2 separate regions of the Sus scrofa genome follow, and region 2 is linked to region 1. Evidence: chromatin contacts called from public Hi-C data. All regions are on one chromosome and are shown on one strand. The core of a region is the stretch at or near the end of the contact, and the rest is flanking DNA. Distances in the headings are between cores, read along the strand shown. Region 1 has its middle 190 kb from the start of MAFB. Region 2 has its middle 30 kb from the start of MAFB.

The links. Hi-C and Micro-C count contacts between places; a contact is called where the count stands out from the background.
Region 2: a contact with region 1 is called in a Hi-C map of liver, with 6 times the contacts expected there. The contact joins two enhancer-like sites. A contact is called at or near these places in 2 of 47 Hi-C or Micro-C datasets (both in liver) and 1 of 2 datasets of contacts at active chromatin or transcription factors (alveolar macrophages).

The regions. Positions count from the first base shown.
Region 1 is chr17:43,215,997-43,220,679 of Sscrofa11.1, forward strand. No RefSeq gene overlaps it. Among named protein-coding and RNA genes, the nearest start is that of MAFB, 190 kb to the right of the region's middle. Within about 2 kb of position 1,440, at least 1 of the 83 cell types and tissues checked has an H3K27ac peak or open chromatin away from gene starts, as enhancers often do. A contact at or near this core is called in liver, where this site is marked.
Region 2 is chr17:43,378,865-43,384,109 of Sscrofa11.1, forward strand. No RefSeq gene overlaps it. Among named protein-coding and RNA genes, the nearest start is that of MAFB, 30 kb to the right of the region's middle. Within about 2 kb of position 2,052, at least 2 of the 83 cell types and tissues checked have an H3K27ac peak or open chromatin away from gene starts, as enhancers often do. A contact at or near this core is called in liver, where this site is marked.

The sequences.
Region 1 (4,683 bases), core at 190-2,689:
AGCTGTGGTGTAGGTTGCAGATGTGGCTCGGATCTGGTGCTGCTGTGGCATAGGCCAGCAGCTGCAGCTCCAATTTGCCCCCTAGTCTGGCAACTTCCACATGGCGCGAGTGCAGCCCTAAAAAGCAAACTAAGTAAATGAATAAGTAAATAAATAAATAAACAAACAGAAATAAACTCCCATAGCCCACTTCCCTTCTTTGGCTCACACATTCTCCTCTTCTGTCTTCCATTGTGCAGGGTCCAAGTCTAATTCATCCTTCTATAGGAAGTCTTCCTGGACCTCTTGTTCTCTCCTCTGTTTCCCATAGTTACCTCCTTGGGCCTCTCTGATGCACTAACCATTCGAGGTCTTCGTGCTTTCGCCTCTCCTAACATCAAAACCCCTCCTGGACACAATCTGGGTCTTGCCTATGAGTCTCTGTTCACCCCCACCATCACCAAGGATGCCAGACTCCAGGACAGAGCCCTAGATGGGAATCAAAAAGCATTTACTGAATTGAGTTGGTTGGACTGAATGATCAAGACACTTCATTAGAAACTGGTTTACATATGGTCAGCCTGTTGCCTTCTCAAACCCCTTGACTATTTCAGGTGTCTTTGCCTTGAATGTTCCATATCCTTTGACCAAAAATAATCTCTCTCCAGCTCCTCCACCTGGTGCATTTCTCTGGCTACTTCAAGCATTATCTCCTTGACAAAATCATTCGCAACCAAGGCAGCCTTTATTACACCTGCTTCTGTGAAAGCTCAGCTAGGATAGTACCTACCCCAAATGATGTATATTTTCTTGTACAGCTTTCCCACTGGTCTACAAAGTTCCTGAACAGTTTTAAGTCTTCTTTCTTTTGTATTCTTGGGGACTTAGCACTTGGTGAGGCACATGTGGAAGCTAATAGGAATGAAGGACGGGAGGAAGGGAGGGAGGAAAGAAGGCAAGAATGGCAAAATAACTTAGTATCAGACGACACTGCTTTCTCAACAGATAGGTCAGTCTTTCTCACTGGAGTTAAGATTTCAGAGCATGAACAAAAAACACTGCTGCCAACTATCCAGACCTGCACAAACTTGCATGGAAGTCTTTTGGTAGTTCTGGGTAAGTAGAAAATGACTGTCCCTAAAATGAGCTGCCTTTCTGCCTGTCAGTGGTATGAGGTCACCATTGGTCCTGCTGCCAAACACCTGAAACAAGACCAGGGACACAGGAGAGGAGTCTCATCCATCCTCCCTTCTCACCTTCCTCCTCTCTTTTCTCACTTCTCGTGCTACCTCCCACAAGACGGTTCTTAGGTGGCATGCTTTTAACTACTGGAGGCATTTCCTGGAGTGGATCCCAATGTGCAACAGTCACCCTAATGAAGCGATTCATACCAAACACGAGGCCCTGGCATGGACCAGTCCATCCCTATCTCCCCTGCCCAAGCTCCACGGGCATCAGAAAGTGACCTACGCCCGGGTCCCTGAGATTTCATCAACATGTTCCAGATCCAAGTCACAAGGGTCGATAGCTGTCCCCATGTTTGCCCATAATCAGTAACAAATGCGGCAAAGACCGTGAACTTGCTTTTCTAGTACTTTTTAAGAGACCTTTAACCACAGAATTTTTATTGGCTCTTTTTTTTTTTTTTTGTAATTTAACAAATGAGAAAATCCCGGCAAATTGAAGCCAGATGTGTGTGCAGGGGCTATCAAAAGCCGTGATATTTGTGTCATGTTCGTTTTATTTATTCAGTCTCTTTCACTCTCTAGTCATGGGGCACCAGTGTTTCCTCATTATTTTGAAAGCCAGGAGATGCTGTTTGTGGTATAAGTTGATTCTCCACCCGACCCATAAGCCTAACAGTTCTAGATGCTTCCCAACTGTATTGGGAAAGGTCTGGAAATACATGAAATGAAAATCTCTGGTCACTTTCAAGGACTCAACCAAATACACCATCCTGTACATACAATCAAGCCCTGAAACATACCATAATTGTGGAACTAGCACAATTTTGTTTCTCATTAAATGATGTGATTCGAACACTATAATGTAGGGAGTTCCCTTTGTGGCTCAGCGGTTAACAAACCCAACTAGTATCTGTGAGGACACAGATTCCACCCCTGGCCTCGCTCAGTGGGTTAAGGATCCAGCATTGCTGTGAGTTGTGATGTAGGTTGCTGTGGCTGTGGCGTAGGCTGGCAGCTGCAACTCCGATTTGACCCCTAGCTTGGGAACGTTCATAGGCTGCAGGTGTGGCCCTAAAAAAATTCTTTTAAAAAAGAACAGTGTAATGTGTACTGTGTAACTTCCTTCACCCATGAACACACTGGGCTGGGGTTTTATGGTGTTTCAGAGCTTTTACTGAATCCAGCCATCCTGGTGAGGTGGTGGGCTCCTGGAGCCTGCCGCAAGCCTTCGGGGTCATTGGCACTCAAGCACAACACCCACTGGCTCGGGGTTCACACCCAAAAAGACTCCTCTCTTCAGCTCCATCCCCAGCTGAGGCAAGAGAAAAATCAATACTCCTGGGTGGGAAAAAAGATCCAATAAATTGCTGAAAAAATGACTTCCGTTTCTAACTCTGCTACTAAGTGGGCGCTTATTTGGGCAGTAACATGGCAAAGTGGCCAGAGCACAGAGGAGGTGGCCAGACCAGCTTCCCTCCCTGAGCCCACAACTGCTCTCCAACGGCTTTGTGGCCCCAGAAACTCAATTAACCTCGCCAGGCCTCACTTCTCTGTTCATTAGTATTTATTTATTTAACTTTCTTAGGCTTGCTCTTTGTGGTTTAAAAAAAAAAAAAAATCACCTCAGGCACAAGCAGCAGAGAGTAACAATTAATTAAAAAACATAAAACAGAGCTGAGATGGCCAACAGCGTTGAACTTGGAGACCGTCAGATAAGCCTTTTTAAAGATCTGTCCCTCGAACTTTCCAGAACTAGAGGAGGAGGCCAAAAATGTAGCAATGGAAAACTCACGAAAATGAGGCTAGATGCCTCTGTGTTCAGTGGTCTCGGAAAGCATTAGCAGGCTGACCGTGTGCTCTGTGAAAAACTGATCTCAAGAGTATGGAAGGTTCTTCTCAGATTTGGAGTCAGTGCCAGAGCTACGGAGAAGCTGAGAGATGAGCAGATTGAGAATCTATGCATCCAAACAGGGCACTGGCACTCCCCAGGGGAGTGATCTTCATTCAGAGCCATGCCAGAGCTCCCACTAGGGCTTAAAAAGAGGCAGTTGGGCTCAGAATAAGGTTTCTCCTGAGAACTGGAACTGTTCAGCAAGGGGAAAGTGCAAAGGTAAACGTCATCCCTGAAGGAGTTCCTTCCTGCAAAGATGGAGACCCACTACAATGCCAGGATCCATGCCAGGTTCTTGCACGATAGTCCCTGGGCAACCAAAACACCCAGCAGGTGAGACACAGCTCAGACTAAGGCTATGGCACAAAGCTTTCTACGAGGAAACATTTTTGCCAGACTACCTCTACAAAGTCTGTAAAGATTCTCTAGTACTATTTAGAAGACCCTTAACCACAGAATTTTTATCAGCCTTTTTTTTTTGTCATTTAACATGGGAGAAAATTCCTGCAAAAACTCCTCTATCAACCTGCCCTCTGTTTCTTCCCCTCGACAACCAATCTATTAGTCTGTGAATGTCTTTATTCTTTACCATGGCTATAGTTATAGGCATCTATAAATGCATCATTTCTTAAACTTAAAAAGCTCCCAATACATTGAGGTTGTTTCCAGGGATTTGTTATCACAGACATGGAGTCAGTTAATAATCCTTCTACATGTGCCGTATAAACCTATATCTTTAGGTCACATTTCGGGAAGTGAACTGTAGAATCAAGGAAGATGTGCCTACTGAATGTAGCTGGATCCATTGCTTTCCTCAGGGGCTATCTCCTTACTGAACAATCTCAGAGAACAGAATTGTCACATGATATCACTGAAAGCTGGCAGCTAGCTGTGGTTCCTTGGCTGTACATGACCCCTTCTTGTAGAAGCCTACCAATTCATATATTCATGATGCTGCACCCCCAGATGAAACATAGACCCCCCTCTTCCTGGAAGCCCTTAAACCCACCCTGAATATTGATCTCACAAGAGCAAAGTTCAAAGAGGAACTATCTCTGATCTGAGGTCTGCTTTCCACAATCCCAAATCTTTTTGTAGGATCTGCCTTTTCTTCGGGTGCTTCTTATCCATAACATTCACTTCTTTCCCTTTCTAAGGATGCAGCCCTAGACTCAACCTCTAGACAGACACAGTGGAACACACTGCCCCAGTGTCCGTGCACGATTTATACACATGGTGCTTCATTCTTGGCATTTTTCTCTCCCGAGTCACTGCTTCCTTCTAAAGAAAATGTGTCATGTTTAATAAAAGGCCCTTGTCCTGCTGAGGATGTTGATGAGTTTAGATACATAAATATTGACCGAATGTAGAGTTGGAGCCAAGGACAACCAAACATTTCTGCACAATATCAGAGGAATCTGGGTGTTCAAAGAGCAATGCATGAAAGAGGATATGAGGAGGAAAGATGAAGAAGGGGGGAAGGAGTTAAAGAGCCATCAAGATACAAAAAGGCTGGCATTGTGTTGGCCGAGGGAGGGGCCAGTGAGCCTCCTCTAGAGGTTCAGGGACCCATGGATATTTTGAGCAAGCACATTAGCTAATGTTTACTTGGAAGCAGCTTCTGAT
Region 2 (5,245 bases), core at 802-3,301, 160 kb after region 1:
CTGAGCCATTGGTAAATATACAGCCTGAGTTAGACCAAACGAGACTCCGCTGAGAGTGCTATGGGCCCACCGATCACCACTTGGAATCCCCAGCAGCCTCCTTCCCCCACCCCCCACCCCTGGCCCATCCAAGGACTGCTGGCTCTGTCTGCACTCACATCTGTATCTTCAGAACCTTGCAGAGCCACTGGCCCAAGAATATAAGTTGAATTCATTCCTACTCATGGAGAGCTGAAGGCTATCCTACACCTAAGAGAATTGTGATAAAAGAAGGCAGCCCCATGCATCAGACCTTCCCTATGGCTCACTAAATCTTCACTAGAGCACCAGCAATGAGGTACTATTACATCCATTGTTCAGGTATCTGAAAACTCAGGGAAACAAAGGCTCAGGTAAGTAACTCGCTCAAGACCCCAAAGATGCCAAGTGCCGGCACCAGGATTTGAACTCAGGCCGTGTTCTTAACCCACTGAACCAAAATAGGAACTCCAGTTTTTAGTTTTTAAGTAAGTTGGCAGATAGGAAATTAGGCCATAATTTCCAATAAAATCATATAATACGCACATGTTGAATTCCACCTTGCTCCTCTAACGGGCCCTCTAAGGATGGAGACACCCATCTCCCAGAGGTGAGGCTCCCTGGGCTGTTTCGGCTTTCACACACCCTCTCGACTCGTCAGACTCTACTTCTTTGGGATGAGGGACTCTTAATCCTGGAGGTCCCCAAGCGTATGAGAAGTCCTAGAGGGACCTGAGGAAGATGGCAGGTTGGGCAGTTGGCAACTCAGAATGAAATGAATTTGGAGGTGGTTCCAGAGATTGCTAAGGCTGGCACATGGTGGGTGCACAAGAAATGGGCGCAGAATCTAAATCTGGAGAGCTCACACATTCTTCTCTGTCCCTAAACCCAAGAATTCTTTTTTTAAAAATTAGCTAACATTTATTGAACACTTACTATACACCAAGCATCTTAGTAGTACTGTTACATGGGATGTTTCATTTAATTCTTTTTTAAATTTTTTGAAGTTGTATGGACGTATAGTTGATTTACAAGGTTGTGATAATTTCTGCTATACAACAAAGTGATTCAGTTTTATGTGCACATACATCCATTCTCTTTCAGATCCTTTTCTCACATAGCCCATCACTGAATATTGGGTAGAGTGCTCTGTGCTAGACAGCAGGTCCCTGTGGGCCAGTCATTCCATATACCTCAGCAGGCATATGGCCATCCAACCCCGTGTCCATCCCTCCCCCCACTACATGTTCCCTTCGATAATCATAAGTTTTTCAAAGTCCGTGAGTCTGTTTCTGTTCTGCAAATAAGTTCATTTGTATTTTTTTTTCAGATTCCACATACAAGTGATATCATATGATGTTTGTCTTTCACTAACATCGTTTAGTGTGATAATGTCTAGGTCCATCCATATTGCTGCAAATGGCATTATTTCATTCTTTTTTATGGCTGAGTAATAGTCTATATGTACCACCTCTTATTTTACCCATTCCTCTGTCGATGGACATTTAGGTTGCTTCCATGTCTGGGCTATTGTAAACTGTGCTACAATGAACATTGTGGGGCATGTATCTCTTTAAATTATGGTTTTCTTCAGATAGATGCCCAGGAGTGGGATTGCTGGATCCTATGGTAGTTCTATTCCTAAACCCAAGAATTTGATAGCAAAATAAAGGGACTAAAGGAGTTCCCTGGTGGCCTAACAGTTAAGGATCTAGCATTGTCACTACCGTGGCTTAGGTCACTGCTGTGGCACAGGTTTGATCCCTAGCCTGGGAATGGCAAAAAAAAAAAATTAAATTGAATTAAAATAAAGGAACTAACAAACTTCCAAGGCTTGCTTTTCTTACCACTCAGCCAGACCCTGGTACAGATGGGGAAACTGAGATCTAGATACAAGAAGGAATGAGCACAAGATCTGCCATGAGGTTGGGGCTAGGGTGAGAATCCAGGTGCCCAGGTGTCCATGTGTCCCTCCACCCCTTCCAAATAGAGGTGGGTGCCCCGAGTGACCGGCAGGCCTTGTCTGGACCTGAGGCCAAACGCTGCTTGCATGCACTGCTGTTTGCTCAAGGGGGCGGGCCCATGGCTCTCTGGTCACATGTAGGTCATTGGAGTGCAAATGGCCAGCCAGAGGCACAGGAGTGGGGGTGGGATGGAGGCGACTCTATGGTCTGCTCTGCATCACTGCCCCCAGAGATACCAAGAAATTGGCTGAAAGTGAACCATGCCTTGGGCCTCCACCACTTGGGGTTAGAGATTGCTAAGTGCAGCCTCAGGGCAACCCATACCCTCCAGAGCTGGGAATCTTGAGTTTCTGGCACTCATGCTTGTCCCTAGCACTGGCCCGTTCAGAGGTCAAGGATGCTTCTGGACCTTGGGAGACCCTGTGAAGTCAGGCCAAGCCAGATCTGACCGTGTGGGGGAGGGGGAACTGCAGAGATAGGCACAAAGACCAGCTCAGCCATCCTAGTACCAGCCAACATTTACTGGCACCTCCTCTGTGCCCAAGGGAAGAGAAAGTAAGTGGGAACCATCCCCCACCCTGAAAAGTAGCTCAGAGTCCAGCCAGGAAGGAGGAGCCTGCCATGCCTTCCAGTTTAATGTACCCAGCACCAAGGAAACAGGTGTTATCCACGTTGCAGCTGAGGAAACTGAGGCTCGGGAAGGCTAATGAGCATGCCTACAGGGTTCCATGGAAGGCTGGCACCCATCTGTTTTTGCTCACCATTTAAATGACTGGCACATAAGAGGCACATGCCCAGTAAATCTGTTGAGTGAGTGAGTGAAGTGTCAGAGACAATATTAAAACACACGTCTGCCTCTGCCCAAGGACCGATGCTCCTGGATTGGCAGAGAGATAGAAGTCAACACAAAGCAGTGTGGGAACTACAGTGTCAGACACTTCCAGGGTGAGTGGGGGTGGCACAAAGAGCAAGGGCATTTGATTGAGGTTTTGAGGTATAGATAGGAGTTTTCTAGGCTGTCCATTCATTCTCCCAGATATTTAGTAAGTACCTGGTATGTGTCTGGCTCTTTTTTTAGGAGATTGGGATCCATCAGTGAAGGATATAAGATTTCTGCCCTGTGGCACTTACAAGAGGATCGGAGAAGGCATCTCAAGCAGAGGGAAGAGCACAGGTGGGAACAAAGAGGTCTGTCTTGGGGATGGAGAGTAAGCAATTTATTAGGTTCACTTGCACATAAATATATATATATAAATACTTAATGTGCTTTTCTCCTAAGTTAAACCATGTATGCCACCACAGAAAAATCTGGGACTCCAGAGGTTTTTAGTGTCACTTAAGAGAAAAGAAATTATGTTTGCTCATTATTCATCTTTTCATACTTTATATTGATTTTGGTATTGAAAACTATTAATTTCCACATTTAAAGCTGAAATCTTTATGTCAGGTACCCAGGCTCCAGCCTGGGTGGTTAAGTTGCTTATAAAATATGTGACATGTTTTAATTTCTTTAAATCAATCAATCAATCAGTCATGATGTCTCCAGCAGGGATAAGATAGAAAACAGGCTTTTATTTGATTAGGAAGCCGAAGTTGTCAACATTTCAAATGAGAGATGGCCTGACCCACGTTTCTGCAGATTGTTAGGGAAAAGTTAAAGTAGACAAATCCAGGGCTGAATTTAGAGGGGGCTCTGTGGAAGAAGAGGGGAGCAAGGGGCTCTTGTGTCCACATGGGCTCTGCTGGGGGCCTGGGATGTGGGGGGAACAAAGGTTGGGGCAGTTCCTCCTGCAGTGAACAAAAAGTGGGGAGATGACAGCTGACCTCCACTGGGTCCAGGTGGGGCTGCCTCACCAGATGAAGAAGAGAATTCCTAGGATCTGATGGCAAATGAGAAAGTGGAGGTGAAGGAGGATAGGGGCTTTGGACCCTTACACAAGGGTCTGTAAGCCGGGAATGGAGAGTCAGGTGATGGGGATTCAGACATGGGTGGGGTAGGGACCAGGATCTGCAGAGGCTGAGGAACAGGCACATGCCCAGTACAGAGCCTGAGCCACAGCCGGCACTCAGCATATCTCTGCTAAGTGCATGGTCTTGAATACCAGGCTGACAGCCTTAAATTTTCTTTTTTTTTTTTTTTTCTTTTGTCTTTTGTCTTTTTGTTGTTGTTGTTGTTGTTGCTATTTCTTGGGCCGCTCCCGCGGCATATGGAGGTTCCCAGGCTAGGGGTTGAATCGGAGCTGTAGCCACCGGCCTACACCAGAGCCACAGCAACGCGGGATCCGAGCCGCGTCTGCAACCTACACCACAGCTCACGGCAACGCCGGATCGTTAACCCACTGAGCAAGGACAGGGACCGAACCCGCAACCTCATGGTTCCTAGTCGGATTCGTTAACCACTGCGCCACGACGGGAACTCCTAAATTTTAATTTTAATTTTTTTTAATAGCTTTGATAGGTTGGGTGCTTTTTATGGGCTCAGTGGTAACTTTGCTAAAGGCTTTTCATTCTTTCCTTCATTCTTTTTTTTTTTTTTTTTTTTTTTTTTGCTTTTTTTAGGGTGGCACTTGAGGCATATGGAGGTTCTCAGGCTAGGGGTCCAATCGGTGCTATAGCTGCCGGCCTACACCACAACCACAGCCACACAGGATCCAAGGCGCATCTGAGACCTACACCACAGCTCATGGCAATGTTGGATCCTTAACCCACTGAACAAGGCCAGGGATTGACCTGCGTCCTCATGGATGCTAGTCAGATTCTTTAACCGCTGAGCCACGATGGGAACTCGAATTCCTTCATTCGTTATCTAATTTTACAGATGAGGAAACTGAGGCTCAGAGAAGCTAGTGGCTTAGCCAGGATCACGAAGCAGGTAGAAAGAATCAGGGCTTGACCCCAGTTCCATGTGAGTCCAACACCTAAGTCCTTTGTCTCTTAGGACTTTGTCCTGCAGAGAAGGAAGGTCAAAGCCCAGGCTGGATCAGGACTTTCTTGGGACCTAAGAGCTGTTGCTTTCATGAACTCCAACCTCCATAAAAATATATTTAAGGGAGTTCCAGTTGTGACTCATCGGGTTAAGAACCCAACTAGGATCCATGAAGATGTGAGTTTGATCCCTGGCCTCACTCAGTGGGTTAAAGATCCAGCATTGCCCTGAGCTGCGGTATAGGTCACAGACACAACTCAGATCCCATGTAGCTGTTGCTATGGCTGTGGTGTAGATCAGCAACTACAGCTCCGATTCCACCCCTAGCCTGGAAACA